Regions from separate parts of the Mus musculus genome. Here region 1 is linked to region 2. The links are chromatin contacts, called in public HiChIP or PLAC-seq maps. All regions are on one chromosome and are shown on one strand. Each heading gives the region's core, a stretch centred on a gene start, on an enhancer-like site or on the middle of the called end of the contact. The rest is flanking DNA. Distances are from core to core; before and after follow the strand shown. Region 1 has its middle 34 kb from the start of Gm40630. Region 2 has its middle 12 kb from the start of Gm51798.

What was found. HiChIP or PLAC-seq counts read pairs in DNA pulled down with a chosen protein or histone mark.
Region 1: an H3K4me3 HiChIP or PLAC-seq map of bone marrow-derived macrophages shows a contact between it and region 2, with 3 times the contacts expected there. The contact joins two enhancer-like sites. A contact is called at or near these places in 5 of 39 promoter capture datasets (3T3-L1-derived adipocytes, embryonic stem cells, liver and 2 more), 12 of 484 Hi-C or Micro-C datasets (cerebellum, embryonic fibroblasts, embryonic stem cells and 5 more) and 5 of 115 datasets of contacts at active chromatin or transcription factors (Th17 cells, bone marrow-derived dendritic cells, bone marrow-derived macrophages and 1 more).

Annotation. Positions count from the first base shown.
Region 1 is chr10:42,114,566-42,117,472 of GRCm38.p6, forward strand. No RefSeq gene overlaps it. Among named protein-coding and RNA genes, the nearest start is that of Gm40630, 34 kb to the left of the region's middle. Within about 2 kb of position 1,281, at least 13 of the 459 cell types and tissues checked have an H3K27ac peak or open chromatin away from gene starts, as enhancers often do. A contact at or near this core is called in bone marrow-derived macrophages, where this site is marked.
Region 2 is chr10:42,029,617-42,032,588 of GRCm38.p6, forward strand. No RefSeq gene overlaps it. Among named protein-coding and RNA genes, the nearest start is that of Gm51798, 12 kb to the right of the region's middle. Within about 2 kb of position 1,580, at least 61 of the 459 cell types and tissues checked have an H3K27ac peak or open chromatin away from gene starts, as enhancers often do. A contact at or near this core is called in bone marrow-derived macrophages, where this site is marked.

The DNA.
Region 1 (2,907 bases), core at 31-2,530, 85 kb after region 2:
AATTGCATTCAGATTCTACACAATCTCGTGTGTTGCTTCTGTTTGTCATTCATTCACTGACTCCTTGTCCACCTGCAACTAGAGACCTGTTCCAACCAGATAGGAGACCCAAAAAAGGGATAGTCTTTGGCACACTACCAAGGAAGCTCAGGAAGTTTAGGAAAGTTGCACTTCCAAGGAAGCTCAGAAAGTTACAAGATTGATCAGGCTCCTGCCAGGGTTATGTAAGTGGCGAACAATTCATGGGAGGATGGTACTCTCCTTAGGAGTGCTGCCTGCTTATTGTGCAGGAATGTTCATGGATGCAGCTTTTTTGAATCTTACTCATGCCTGGGGATAGTTTTCTGTGATGCCTTTGAGTCACTCAGACTTCAGGAAGAGCCCTCTTACCCACTTCCCTGTAATTAACTCCAATAAACTTGTTTCACAGAGCTAGACTTTGGTATGTCATCAGTACCAATCTGGATTAGTAGATATTAGTTCATAACTCCCTAGAAATAGTCATACAACAATCCCCCACTGCTATGGCAAGAAGAATGGTTTCTCCAACTTACAGAGTGGGAAAATCAGCGAGGAGCAATTCTAAAATCCTTCTCCTCCCTGGTGGGTGTTTGCTGAGATGCAGGGTCTTGAAGATTTTTACTCTTGGAAGCAAATGATTTTTTTTTTTTGGCAAAGCTTGAATTTCTGAGTTTGCTAGAACAGTCCTGATATGGTAGCCAAGTGCCTCAAGGGCTCCGTACTCAGGCATGGATCATCTTGATGGGCCCTGGCTACCACAGTGAAGTGAGCCTGGCATTTGATGGCCACACGGGGACTCTCACTGACACCGGGATTGGCCAGAGAAAGCATTCTGCCAGGTTTTGGCACTGCAGGGCACAGGATCAAGGTCTATTAAATGCCTTACAAGAGAAAAGACCCAGTACCTCTTGAACTGAGAGGACCCTAGAGGCCTGGTTGCAGCAGCTATAGCTAAGGAAGAAGGCACCTCATCTCCTCCCCCTCCCCCACCCATTCTGCACTGGCTTGGGAGCCAGAAGCAGCCAGTGAGAAGCAAGAATGTATGATTATATCCAGCAGACCACGCAGTCTTTCTGAGCTTGGGTCAGGTCTGAGCTTGGAAGAAAGGGAAACACTGGAGCATTTTATGGGCAACATTTAAACTTTGGACATGTTTACTACTGTATCATGAAAACAGTTTGTGTAAACTTGAAGTGGGCCCAGCAGTCATGGGATTGCCTGAGCAGTTGACCAGGAATAGAAGATCCCATAAAACAGGGCAGAGGGCAGTGCTGGAGGAGAAAGAGGGAAATAGCAACAACTGTAACTTCCTGCCCAGTTGGGACATTTTATCCCACTCAGTAAGTGAATAGAGGGAATGAGTTTTATATATAATTTTGACTCAGTGCTCCCTGCACACCTGGCATGACACAAATCCAGATGTTGCCTTCCTGGCAGCTTCGGACAAAGGACAGCATCAGGCTCCTGCACCAGCTTTGGAGGTGTGGCTGGAAATCCACCAAGTTCATGACTCAGGCAAGGTTGACCTCAGGCCACTTGTGACTCTGCTATCATGTGGGGCAGATTGCCCTCTCACCCTCTCCTTATCACTCCCCTGGCTGCAACCTTAACAACTTTAAGAACTCAAGAAAGTAGACATCCGCAAATCAAATAACCCAATTAGAAAATGGGGTACAGAGCCAGAGAATTCGACACAGAGGAATCTCGAATGGCCAAAAAGCACTTAAAGAACTGTTCAACATCCTTAATTATTGGGGCATGCAAATCAAAATGATTCTGAGATTCCACCTTTACACACATCAGAATGGTTAAGATCAAAACCTCAAGTACAGCTCGTGCTGGTGAGTTTGTAGAGCAAGGTAACACTCCTCTGTCGCTGCTGGGAATGCAAACGTGTACAACCACTTTGGAAATTAATTTGGTGGTTTCTCAGAAAACTGGTAATCGTTCTACCTCAAGACTCAGCTATGCCATGGCATAAAGATGCTTAACCATAGCACCAGGACACATGCTCCACTATGTTCACAGCAGCTTTCTTTGTAATAGCCAGAAACTGGGAACAACCCAGATGTCCCTCATCTGAAGACTTGATAAAATGTGGCACATTTACACAATGGAATATTATTCAGCTATTAAAAACAAGGACATCATGAATTTTGCAGACAAATTGATGGAACTAGAAAATATCATCCTGAGTGAGGTTACCCATACCCAGAAAGATATGCATGGTATATACTACTTATAAATGGACATTAGCCATAAAATACAGGATAAGCATAGAAACTCAAAGAAACTAAGGAATAAGAAGGGCCCAAGGGAGGATGCTTGAATCTCATGCAGAAGAGGAGGTGAAATAGATATCAGAGGTGGATGGAGGGGGAAACTGGGTGGGAAAGTGAGTGAAGAGGGGAACAGGGAGGGGATCAGGGGTGGGGAGGGGATAGGAGAGGGCTGGCAGAGAGAGCAGAGACTAGTGTGTGAGGGTATCTCTGGGACAAGCTTTAGTCCTGGGACAAGGGGAGGCTCTAACTCTGTGATGGGTGGCCCTAGATGAGACTTCTAGCAGGTGGGGATGCAGACAGAGACTGGGGTGGCCACCAGAGAGGTGGGATTTCCTGTGGAGGGAGGGGGACACCAACCCATTCACAGGACGCTTGAAGTAGGTGGGTATGTAGTGGGTATGTATCAGGGATGGGGATGTAGTGGGAGGGAGGGAATGGCCAACCAAAACCTGCTCCAACTTGAGACCCATGCCATGGGGAGAGAGCCAACCCCTGCCATTATTACTGATACTCTGCTATGCTTGCCGACAGGAGCCTAGAATAGCTGTCTCCTGAGAGGTTGCATCCAGCAGCTGATGCAAATGGACGCAGAGACCCAGTGACA
Region 2 (2,972 bases), core at 330-2,829:
GCTTGCACCACCCGGGGGCGTACTTAACATTGTCAGGAACCTGCAAACTGCTCTCCACAGCAGCCTACAGTTTACATTCTCATCAGTAAGCTACGGGTGCTCCGATTTACCACATTTGGACAGTTCTTCCTGTTGTCTGGTTTTGGTTATAGCCATCCTAGTGAGTGTAAGGAGAGATCTGAAGATGGCTTTAGTTTACATTTCCATTGGGATCAATGATACTGATTGAGTATCCTTTTATATGTATATCAGGGTGTGTGTGTGTGTGTGTGTGTGTGTGTGTGTGTGTGTGTGTATCTTGGAGAAATGCTAACCCAAGTGCTTTGATAGTTTAAAGGTTGTTTGTTTGCTTTTTCATTATTGAGAAATGAAGACTATTATTTTGGACGTTAGACCCTTCCTACAGATTGTGCAGCTATCTTCTCCAAACTGAAGCATTCTGTTCTGGGGAGAGGAAGGGGAAAACTCGAAGGCTTAGAAAGCTCAGGAACATTACAGGAAGCTCAGAAAGCTACTAGCCTCACACACAATCCCTCCCACAGCAATTGCCCTGGAGCGGAGCCTTTTTGGTGTTGCTGCCTACAAACTGGGCTACAGGCTCTTGGATGTGGCTTACATGCACTGCTAGCTGGGGTAGGAGACTTTGGGTGATGGAACTGGTCACCCATGCTTCTGCCAATAACCGTAATAAACTCATTTGTTCAGCAAGTAAGACTTTGGGGGAGTGGTTTCCTTACTTCTCCTTGGTGCCCCAACTGTAGTGAACAGACATTTGGTCACACCTCCTGAGGAATATTCACACAACATCCCGTGTGGAATTGGCAGAGTCTCCCATTCTATTGGGTTTTGGGAGGTAGGGGCAGAGGTTGTTTGTTTTTGAGACAGGGTTTCTCTGGGCAGCTCTGGCTGGCCTCGAACTCACTCTGTAGAGCAGGCTGGCCTCAAACTTGGAGATCCACCTGCCTCTGCCTCCCAAGTGCTGGGATTTGCTCAGACTGTTGTCTGAGTTGCCACCCTGCTCATTCCCTAGTGGTTATTTTCACTTTCTTGATAAAATCCTTCAATGTTACAGGTTCTTAGATTTGTTAGGGTCTAATTTACCCCAGCCCCTGTGTATTGCTTCTGCGTTTGATCCCAGACCCAAGACCCCATTTCATTAAGGTCATGATGCTTTCCTCCTGTGTTCTTCTAAAAGTTTTATTGGTTTAGCTCTTGACATAAGCTATTGATCTATTTTGAGTTTCCTCTTACATGTGGTGTAATAACTAAGCTTCATTCTTTGGCTTGGTCTATCTCGTCTGGACTGTTGAAAAGAGGAGAAATATTTTTTGAGGCAGTGGTATACTGTGGTCACCTAAATGATGCAGGGCCTGGGGAACCAGCGTGGTTTTCAGGGTCTCAGTGTGTAAGCTACTGGAGAGTGGAGCAGGGTGGACTGCTGTGGCCAGCTGAGGAGACAAATCACTCCCTCTCGGCTGGAGCAGCGTCAGCAGGCACCCGGACTCCCATGAGCGGCTGGAGTAGAGAGGAGAGATGGCTCTTGATAGCGCCAAGGTCAAACTTTGCTGAGGCAGCAGCAGTGGTGAGCCAAGGCCACCAGAGGGCACAGCAGAGGTGGTACCCAGTGGGAACACATGAAATGGCCTCTTGGGGTCACGTGGCAGCCAGAGAAGCTGCTCGGAGGCTAGGAGGGAAAGGGCATGGAGCCAGGTGGCGGTGGCGGTTCGGAGCCCCACGGAGGTAGATCATTACGGTGGCAGGTCGGAGCCCCACGAGCCGGGTCTTTACGGTGGCAGTGGCAGGTCGGAGCCCCAGACCATTGCCGAGAGTCATTGCTTGTCCTCTACCACAAGGAATGAGTTACAGTTCCCTTCCCTTTTCAAAATGCAGCTCAAAAGAGCGCGTTCTGTCTTCAGGGCCCCAGCTCTCTGTGAGAAACTCTGCACCAGACTTGAAAATTAAGCTGTGTTTGCCAAACATAGTTTTTGAATGACTGCTTTTTAAGGTCACTGATCATATATGCAGCAGAGAAAATATAGGAAGAAAGAGGGATCATTGACTTAAAACTTGTGGGGAAGGGAGTCCCGAAAAGCTAATAGGCTTCTGTAATAGTCACCTGTTTCAAAATTTTCAGATGTCAGGGCAACAGCTCATCCTTACTTTCACACAATTCCTGGGCATTTTTCATTATGCAGTAAGCGTAAGATTTGAAATTAAGTTTCCAGATGAAGGAAGAGATCCCCACCCTAAGGCCTTCCTGTCACATAACTAAGACAACTGAGGACAATAACCCCCCTGAAAGGGTTAATTCTGCAAAACAAAACAGCCCCCCCAAACCCCCAAAGAAAAAACAACAAAAAAAGAAAACAAAAACAAACAAACAAACAAAAATGAACCCCAGAGAAAACCACGAGGTGCTTTTTGGAACATTCCTGATAACGCACACATCTGTATTACACTCTCAACCCCATGGGCCTGGTGCCATCTCTGAATAGCAGAGAAACACTGAGCCAATGCCTGACAGGATCGTTCAGAGCCAGAACCCCAGGAAAGCCCCAATAATAACTAAAATCTACAAAAGGAAACAGCGGTAAGGCCCATTGCCCTTTTATTAAAGATGCTATTTCAAACCTGCCCCACTGCTGAAATCGGGGGGGGGGGGGGGGCGCTGATCTGGCAGCGGCAGCAACCACACGGTGGTATCAGGTGGTATCAGCCCGAGGGAGATACATTTATAGGCATCAACAACCTAAAAGAAGGATGCTCTAAAAGTGGTTTGAAAGAAGGACACTTTGGACCCGTTAAACACAACACAAATGTTACAATGTGTGTAAGCCAGCGGCCTCTGCATGTCTAGTGAGGGTGGTGGCCTAAGCGGAGTACAGCAGCGTATCCATCCACTTTATGAACTGAGTCAGGTAAATGATACAGCGGTCAAGGGTACCTGCCAGTAGCTTTGTTGAGGCAGGAGA